Regions from separate parts of the Sus scrofa genome. Here region 2 is linked to region 1. Evidence: chromatin contacts called from public Hi-C data. All regions are on one chromosome and are shown on one strand. The core of a region is the stretch at or near the end of the contact, and the rest is flanking DNA. Distances in the headings are between cores, read along the strand shown. Region 1 overlaps KLF12 (Kruppel like factor 12). Region 2 overlaps KLF12 (Kruppel like factor 12).

Region 1 (4,330 bases), core at 1,342-3,841:
ATCTCTTAGCGTAGGGTCTAGTCCATAGTAAATATGCAGATATTGGGTGTCATTCTTATGTTACCAAGATAATAGCAAAATGATTATTGTTTTATGCTGCGGTGTGAATTGTTGCCTAGCAATAGATAATGGAAACGATTGGCTGGGCATGATTCTCATCTCTTAGGTATGTTGATCTTTCCTTATAAAGAGCAGGTGTACACTCATTCTCTTGCTTTTCACCCAGGTTGAGGAATTAGGATAAAAGCTTTAAAAAATTGTTATTGTTGTTGGTTTTATTTTTGTTAGTGTACAAGTGAGTCAAGAAAGGGGAGAGACTGACTTTTCTAAGAAGCGGTTTTTAAGCAAAAGCCTAATTTCCTGATAATCTGGGTGTTCTGCTTTTCTATAGGAAAAAGTACCCAAAGGATGATACTTTTAAAGTTGGTAGGCTTGTATTATAAACCTTTAAAAATCTTTTCTGACTGTGCCTTCATCAGTGTGGTGCAATGAAGCCTAAATGGCTGCTCGTAAGTCCCTTGCATCTGGAGTTCCTGTTGTGGTTTAGTGGAATGAAACTGACTGGTATCCATGGGGACACAGGTTTGATCCCAGGCCTCGCTCAGTGGGTTAAGGATCTGGCGTTGCCATGAACAGTGGTGTAGATTGCAGATGCAGCTGTGGCTGTGGTGTAGACTGGCAGCTGCAGCTCTGATTTAACCCCTAGCCTGGGAACCTCCGTATGCTGCAGGTGCAGCCCTAAAAAGACAATAAATAAATAAATAAGTCCCTTACATCACTTATTTACAAAACAGGTATATGGATCAGGGCAATTTGTATTTCTCATTATCTGTGGCCAAACATGGAAATTCAAGATAGAAACGTCTTTAAGTGACTACGTCCTGTATCTTGAAAAATCAGTACACATCCAAGGGGATAGTTTTGACTTATGAAGGGAAACTTTGTGTAAAAACTGGTTCTATTGAATATTGACTGGCTGGCTCTTTAGTGCTCTAGCTGTGCCAGCTGGATGGCCCACAGTCTGGAGGAGGGAGAGGAAAACACCTGCATTCTGGGAGTAAGAAAGCAACCGTAGAAGCTGACCTGGAAAGTCACTGCCGTTCTCTGTTTTTATGAGCTATGATCATTGAGCATCAGTCCTTGTCTTTCTGACACGTTCCATTCAAAATATTCTGAGATGTTAGGATTGATGACAGTTGTGTTTATACTGCCTTTGACTGGGAGAGCTCCCGTCAGCTGGATTGCTCTGCTGCAGAATCTTCCTTGGCAGATAGGAAGAGCCAGAGTAGCATTCTCATTCAGGGCATGTGTAATTGGTCAACAGCCAGCTCATAAATCTGATGATAAATTTGGCATTAATTGGTACAGCTTACTCATATGAAATGAGTAACCTAGGTGTAAACACACGTGTGTGTGAATATCAACACATTTATGTAAGTTATATAGGGTCGCATAATATCAGAATGTTTGTTGCAGCGTAAATAAGGAGGCCCACGTTACTAAAATTGATGACTGTGTAATTTTATTTACCTCTTGGGAATCACTTGAGCTATTGGATTCCCTGGCAAATGTGTTTTGATTAAGATCATGGCAAGATATGTTTGACAGCCATTTCAAATTATTAGAGGTTTATTACATATTTAAAGTCTGCAGTCACTTGAGATTGTATGTATCTGATTTTAGCTTAGAGAGAGAAATCTCTCGATATTTTGTTCCAAGGACTCTGTCTTCAAGGCCGTGCAATTACCATGCATTTTATAAAAACCACTCGCCTTCTTGGATGGTTTGGAATGTGGTGTGATGCTTGGTGCTTCTGTTTATTCTAAACAAGGTTAGCATCATGAATGCAGAGATTAATATGCTTGGTGTGTATTCCGTATAACTTTCGGTCGTATATACAGATTGAATCTGCACGAGTTGCAAGAGCATAATAATTAAGAATTGGTTCCTTAGCTGTGAACTGTGTTATTCATGAGGTTTATTATGGCTGGGCTGCGGCCGATCCTGGAAAAAGCATGGAAAGAGAAATATTTTCAGGGAAAACGTCATCTCTTAAATTTTTTCGAAAATGTCTTCAGTTTTTTCACTTTTCCATGAAACTGAAATGTAGCCCTGGCTTAATACATGCAGAGTTCATTGAGTACTGCAACAACAACCAAAATTGTAATGAAAATATAGTGATACTTAAATGTACTAAATGGAATCTGAACCCAGTCAGGTTTTTATGATTTTTCCATTTTTAACTTCAGAGACTGGTTAGCTTGCATGTTTTTAAACGAATGAGTTTATCACAGCCAGTAAGGAAAATGGTTAAAGTCTATCAGCTGTAAATTGGTACAAAGCACTAAAAGGGACATTAGCCTCTAATCAGATTCTAACAGTTCATTAAACCTGCCTTTCCAGAATCGCTCTTTGTCTTTTCCCTTCCTTTGCAAGGCATCTTCTTCCCTTTCTGTCTGGGCAAGACCTCCTCCAGGGTAGGAAGTACTGTCAACTCATCCTTCATTGTCTACCAACCAAACAGCCTAGGGGATACTTTGCTGGGTGGATTCCTGGCTGCTGTGAAAGGCCGGGCAGTTGAGGGCTGCTGGCAGCAGGAGGCCTTTCCTGAGGCTGGGAGATGGCAAGCCAGGCTGGCCGCTTCCAAGCATGGAAGCAAGTTGACACACTGGGATTTGAGATCCATGCCTGATGTGTCAACAACTCACCAGCCTCCATGAAAGGATTTTAAGCTTGGAACAAATGCACTGAGCTCCCCAGCAATACCATAAGTTCCTTCTCTTCTATGCTATGGGGATGCAAAATCCCTGAAAAATATGGACACGTCAAAAGCAAACGTTAAAAAAAAAAAAAAAAAAGGATCCTGCCAGTTTTAATCTTATTGTACATTCTGAGAGAGGAACATGACAGTAATTTTTCTTCTTACTCTTACCTAACAGATAAGGTAGCATGGAAATTTTAAATGCTTATTAGTCAGCTCTAGCGTAAATTTGCTTTTTCTTCTTCCTGTTGATTTCTCTGAGCAAATATTTGTGCTAAGAGGCCCCAAACATTTTATTTCTTGGAGTGTTTTTCTTAAACAAAAAAGGAGAGTCAAGACATAGGAGAAATAATTAGAGCTTCACTATACTGCACTCTGTTGGTATTATTTGGTAATAAAAACATTTAATTTATGATGTGTTGAAGTGGGAGTTGTTTTTATTTAACTGTCTGTTGGGGAGAACAACTCTATGAATCGTGAAAACCTGAAGGCTTAGAGGTGATATTAACCTTTTTGTCACTAGGTAGACAAAACATTTAGAAACATAGCTGTTTTTCTTTTAATAAGACCACCTTGGTGTCATATGGTTACATTCTATAATTGAGCAAAGTAAACCATTCTAAAAACCCAGTCAAACTTTGTCATTTTAATTTCTTCGTTTAGTCGGTATTGAGGGTAAAGTTGGCATTCTCAACACGTTTTAAAACATGAGCCTGATTTTGGCCGGAAGCAAGTGCTGATGTGTGGCTTTCTGACTCCCTTCTTGGGTTATTGACTTCAGAAAATTCCCAAAGCTGTGGATCTTAGTCAAAAATGACCTCGATTGAATCTTTTTATAAATGTTGTTTGAAATTCTATGGAGCCACGAGAGAAGTAAGGTTTTCCTTTCAAGAGGTGGTCAGTGGAGCCAAACATACACCTGAACAGAAAACAAATTATTTAGGATTTCCCCTTGTGGCTCAGTGGTTAATGAATCTGACCAGGAACCATGAGGTTGCGGGTTCGATCCCTGGCCTTGCTCAGTGGGTTAAGGATCTGGCGTTGCCGTGAGCTGTGGTGTAGGTCCCAGACGCGGCTCGGATCCTACATTGCTGTGGCTCTGGGGTCAGCCAGTGGCTACAGCTCCGATTAGACCCCTAGCCTGGGAACCTCCATATGCCTTGGGTTCGGCCCTAGAAAAGGCAAAAAGACAGAAAAAAAGAAAACAAATTATTTATTCTTTGGTTAAGACTTCAGTTTAAGAATTCACTCTTAATCCAGGACTTATGTTGGTTGTTTTTGTGGGAGATGTTTGAGATTGATATGTTGAAATTTTCATTTGATCAGATCTGCCATGATGCCAAAATTCATTACCTCTTTTTTAAAATTACTTCAACTTTGACAGTAATAGGCGAGTATATCAATTATTTTGCCCTGTTTTCTCCTTTATGGATTTCTCTGTGCAGTACAACTTCCAGAGCTAAAGAAGAAAGGAACTTGCCTGGTATTTCCTTCCACCGTTGCAAAACTGTGATGAATTATTCTGGCCCCATATAAATTAATGTAAGGTTTCCTTACTCCAGTTTATTA
Region 2 (4,330 bases), core at 587-3,086, 33 kb before region 1:
GGAAAAAAAAAATCATGGACATGGAGAATAGACTTGCGGTTGCCAAGAAGGAGGGGGAGACAGTGGGAGGGACAGGGAATTTGGGGTTAATAGTTGCAGACTCTTGCCTTTGGAATGGATAAGCAATGGGTTCCTGCTGTACAGCACTGGGAACTATGTCTGGTCACTTGTGATAGAGCAGGATAATGTGAGAAAAAAGAATGTATACATGTATGTGTGACCAGGTCACCTTGCTGGGCAGTAGAAAATTGACAGAACACTGTAAATCAGCAGCTATAAAGGAAAAAATAAAAATCATTAAAAACGCAAAAAGAAAAAATTGGACTTAAAAGGACATGGCCTTGTATTTTTCATATGTTTTGACAAATTCTCTCACTTCTTATGAATTTCATATATTATCTGTGTAATTAAAATAAGTGAGTGTTCAAATTCTGAGGTAAAAAACAGGCCAAGGCTAAAAGAAAAGCAGATGAGAGAAATCAGGTTTTATCCAAATCAACTCTCATAAAGTATAAAAATGTCGCATCAATTCCCTAACAAGGAAACTGCACACATAAGAGTTGCATGTATATTGACTGTATATTTAAAATTTAACTACCACAAATCTAAAAAAAAAGTAGGTGAAATGGAAAGGAACTTATTATCTAAGTTATATTTGTAATTGATTTGTTGAATTCTGTTATAAAGCTCCAAGGGGGCTATCAACCAAATTCGCACTTATTTTCATCACAGAGATCTATGATATATTGCTATCTAGTTTGCTAATACTCCAATCTTTTTTTAACTTCTAGTCAATTCCACAATAGAAAAGTGTATACATTACATTTCTATCTGTTGCTAATAATTAAGCATTCTGAAAATGGAAAATAGGCCGAAAACTTTTTCGCCCCACTATTTAGAGTAGTCAGGGACTACATTAAGTAGTCAGTAGTCAGTATTTTAAAAGATTTTTGTCTTACGGAAAAATTAATCTTATCTGTTCTTGCCTGAAAAAGTACTAGAGCAAAAAAGATTTATACTTGTCAGAATTTTAAACAAAAGAGTCTATCTTAGAAAATAACTACAGACACTTTACTTACTCTCTGCCCTTTGTGTAGCTCTCCCACTTCTCTGGGCCTTTACATGTTAAGGCCACATTCTCTGATTACACAACTATACTGGAATTGTTATTTGAGAAAATTCCTAGAGAGTTATGTAGAAAAGAACTGGGTTCTCAACACTGCATTTTTTCGAAGAATTAAAAATATCCTCAGACTTTCAGTTTCTGATCCACCATGTAAGAAGCTTAAGGTCATCAATCCATCATAATAACAACAAGTAAAAACCTGAATAAACAAAACTCACAACTTTTGTTAGACCTATCAAAGAAGTGAGGTCATAAGGCAAACCACAGCTCCAAAGAAAGACAAGAGGATGCAGAGAACTACAACTTGCCAGAGCAGAAATCCCTGAACCACAGCCTCTTTGGAAACCAGTACTGGGGTAGAGAAATCTGAACTGTTACTGAAGAATTACTGGAGGCTCAGGATGAGCAAACCTGAGAGTTAAAAAACTCCAGTTTATAGGAGGTCCCCACACTTTTCAAGATTTAGTCTCTGGGAACTGTACCATTTCCTTACAGTGAGTATTGGAGAAAAATCCTCTAAATACTCCCATCCCAGGGAGGACTTCCATTTGAATATGTCAGAGCACTAAATTCTTAACAAGAACTTCCCTCCAAAGAAACTCTTACCAGAGCCTGACTGATGGGTCTTACCAGCACATAACCTACCTGCAGGAAGGGAAATACACAACTCCTACTCCTGGAGCTATCCTATCCCAAGTAAGAGGGATGGGGAGGACTCAGAAGCACTAGTGAATTACACAGCTGAGACACATGCTGACCAAAAGGCTAAGACCCCACCATAGGACTACAGAATACCTCCTCTCCTCCTACATCTTCCAACTATATTACTAAGACCCTACTCACAGTACTTCATTTTATTCAGTACCTCATGTCTACCTTTCAACCAAAAAAATACAAAGCATACTAACAAGCAAAAGCTCAGTCTGAAGAGACTGAAGAGACACCAGAACCAAAGTCAGATGTGGCAGGAATACTGAAATAACCAAAGAATTTTTAAAACAATGATTAATATGCTAAGGATTCTATTTAAAAAGTAGACAACATACAGAGATCCCTGGTAGCTCAGGGGATTGAGGTACCAGTGCTGTCACTGCTGTGGCATGGGTTTGATCCTGGGCCTGGGAACTTCCACATGTCATGGGCACAGCCAAATAAAAAGGTAGACGGCATTCAAGAACAGATGAATAATGTAAGCAGAGAAATAGAAATTCTAAGAACTACTCAAAAAGAAACGCAAGTGGTCAAAAACATAGTAACAGAAAAGAGGAATGCCTTTCATGGGCAGATCAAGGAGGAAGGAATCAATTTTTTTTTTTTATTATAAAGTACTTGCACTATCTATGAAACAAAGTAGACTTGTATCAGTCATAAATATATACTGCAAACTTGAGGGTAAGTACTAACACAAATCAAAAAAGAAATATAACCAATATACTAAGAAAGGAGAGAAAATAAAATTACACAAAATGTTCAATTAAAACCACAAAAGGTAGAAAAAATGTGTAAGAGAAAAACAAGAACAAAGAACAACTGCAACCAACAGAAAATAGTAACAAATACGGTGGATATTAATCTAACTAAAATAATTACTTTACATATTAATGGAATAAATATACAAGTTAAAAGACACAGATTGTGGATCAAAAAACAAGACGCAACTATATGCTACCAGTATTATCATTTTATCAAAACCAAAGACATTTCAAGAAAAGAAAACTATAGCCTAATCTCTCTAATAAACATAGCTGCAGAAATTCTCAACAGAACATTAACAAAATGGATGCCACAACGTATTAAAAGAATTATACACCCCATCCAAGTGAGATTTATCCAAGGTATGTAAGGCGGGTTCAACACTAGAAAATCAAATATAATCCCTCACATCAATAGGCTAAAGTAAAATAAAAAATCATGATCATATCAATACATGCAAAAAAAAGCATGTGACAAAATCTAACATTAATAATAATAATAATAAAAAAAACTCTCCATAAAGTAGGGCTTGAGGGGAACTCCATCACCTTGACAAAGAAATTGTTAACTGTATATGTCATCTTGACTTGGCTAAAAAGCATGCCCAGATAGCTTGTAAAACTTTAATTCTAGGTAGGTCCGTGAGGACGTTTCCATAAGAGTTAGTATTTGATTAAGTAGACTGACTGAAGAAGATCCACCCTCACCCTCACCTATGTCCCCAATTGGCAGGCATCAACAGATCCACTGAAGGCCCAGAAGGAACAACAAAGGCAGAGGAAGGGCAAATTCTCTATCTCTCTTCTTAACTCGGACATTGATCTCCCCCTGCTCTGAGACCTCCAAGAGTCTGGTTATCCACCCTTGAAATTCTAGGGCTTACACTATTAGTTCCCTTGGTTCTCAGGCCTTCAGAATTGGACTGAATGATACCACCAATTTTTCCTGGCTTCGCAGCTTACAGATGGCATACTGTGGCATATCTCAAACTCTCTACTTGCCTGAACCAATTCTTATATTAAATCTTCTTATCTTTCTGCATATGTATCCCACTGATTCTATTTCTCTAGAGAACCCTAACATAAACATTTGCAAGTGACCTACACCTAACATCATACATAATGATGAGAACCCAGAAATTTCCACAAGATCAGGAACTATGCAGGGATGTAAACTCTCAACACTGCTTTTCAACAGCATACTGGAAGTCCTAGCTCACACTCTAGAAAAGACAGGAAAGGGGCATAAAAGGTATACAGACTGAAAAGGAATAAGTAAAACTCTCTTTGTTTCTACATGACAAGATCATATATGTAGAACTCCCAGAGAATCAACCAATTACTCCTGAAACTAATCAACAGTTATCACAGGTGGTAAAATACAAGGTTAATATAAAAAGTCAATCACTTTCCTATATACCAGCAAATGAACAATTTGAATTTTAAAACATATTACCATTTGCAGTAGCTCTCCCCAAAATTAAATGCTTAGATTTACACCTAACAAAATATATACAAGGTCTGCATACAGAAAACTATAAAACTTTGATAAAAGAAATAAAAAACATAAATAGAGAGATACCCTTTGTTTATGGATAGGAAGACAATATTGGCAAGATATCAGTTTTTCTCACTTGCTCTTTAGATTCAACACAATTCCAATCAAACTTCTAGCAAATTATTTTGTGGATATTGACAAACTGATTCTAAAATTGTATGGATAGACAAAAGA

Evidence for each region. A called contact is a pair of places that touch in the nucleus more often than the background predicts.
Region 2: a Hi-C map of omental adipose tissue shows a contact between it and region 1, with 2.0 times the contacts expected there. The contact joins two enhancer-like sites. A contact is called at or near these places in 1 of 5 promoter capture datasets (liver), 20 of 47 Hi-C or Micro-C datasets (alveolar macrophages, blood, brain and 13 more) and 1 of 2 datasets of contacts at active chromatin or transcription factors (skeletal muscle).

Annotation. Positions count from the first base shown.
Region 1 is chr11:46,255,877-46,260,206 of Sscrofa11.1, reverse strand. All of the region lies in intron 1 of KLF12 (Kruppel like factor 12), which reads left to right. Among named protein-coding and RNA genes, the nearest start is that of KLF12, 50 kb to the left of the region's middle. Within about 2 kb of position 2,591, at least 10 of the 83 cell types and tissues checked have an H3K27ac peak or open chromatin away from gene starts, as enhancers often do. A contact at or near this core is called in omental adipose tissue, where this site is marked.
Region 2 is chr11:46,288,342-46,292,671 of Sscrofa11.1, reverse strand. The region is part of intron 1 of KLF12 (Kruppel like factor 12); the gene reads left to right. Among named protein-coding and RNA genes, the nearest start is that of KLF12, 18 kb to the left of the region's middle. Within about 2 kb of position 1,836, at least 4 of the 83 cell types and tissues checked have an H3K27ac peak or open chromatin away from gene starts, as enhancers often do. A contact at or near this core is called in omental adipose tissue, where this site is marked.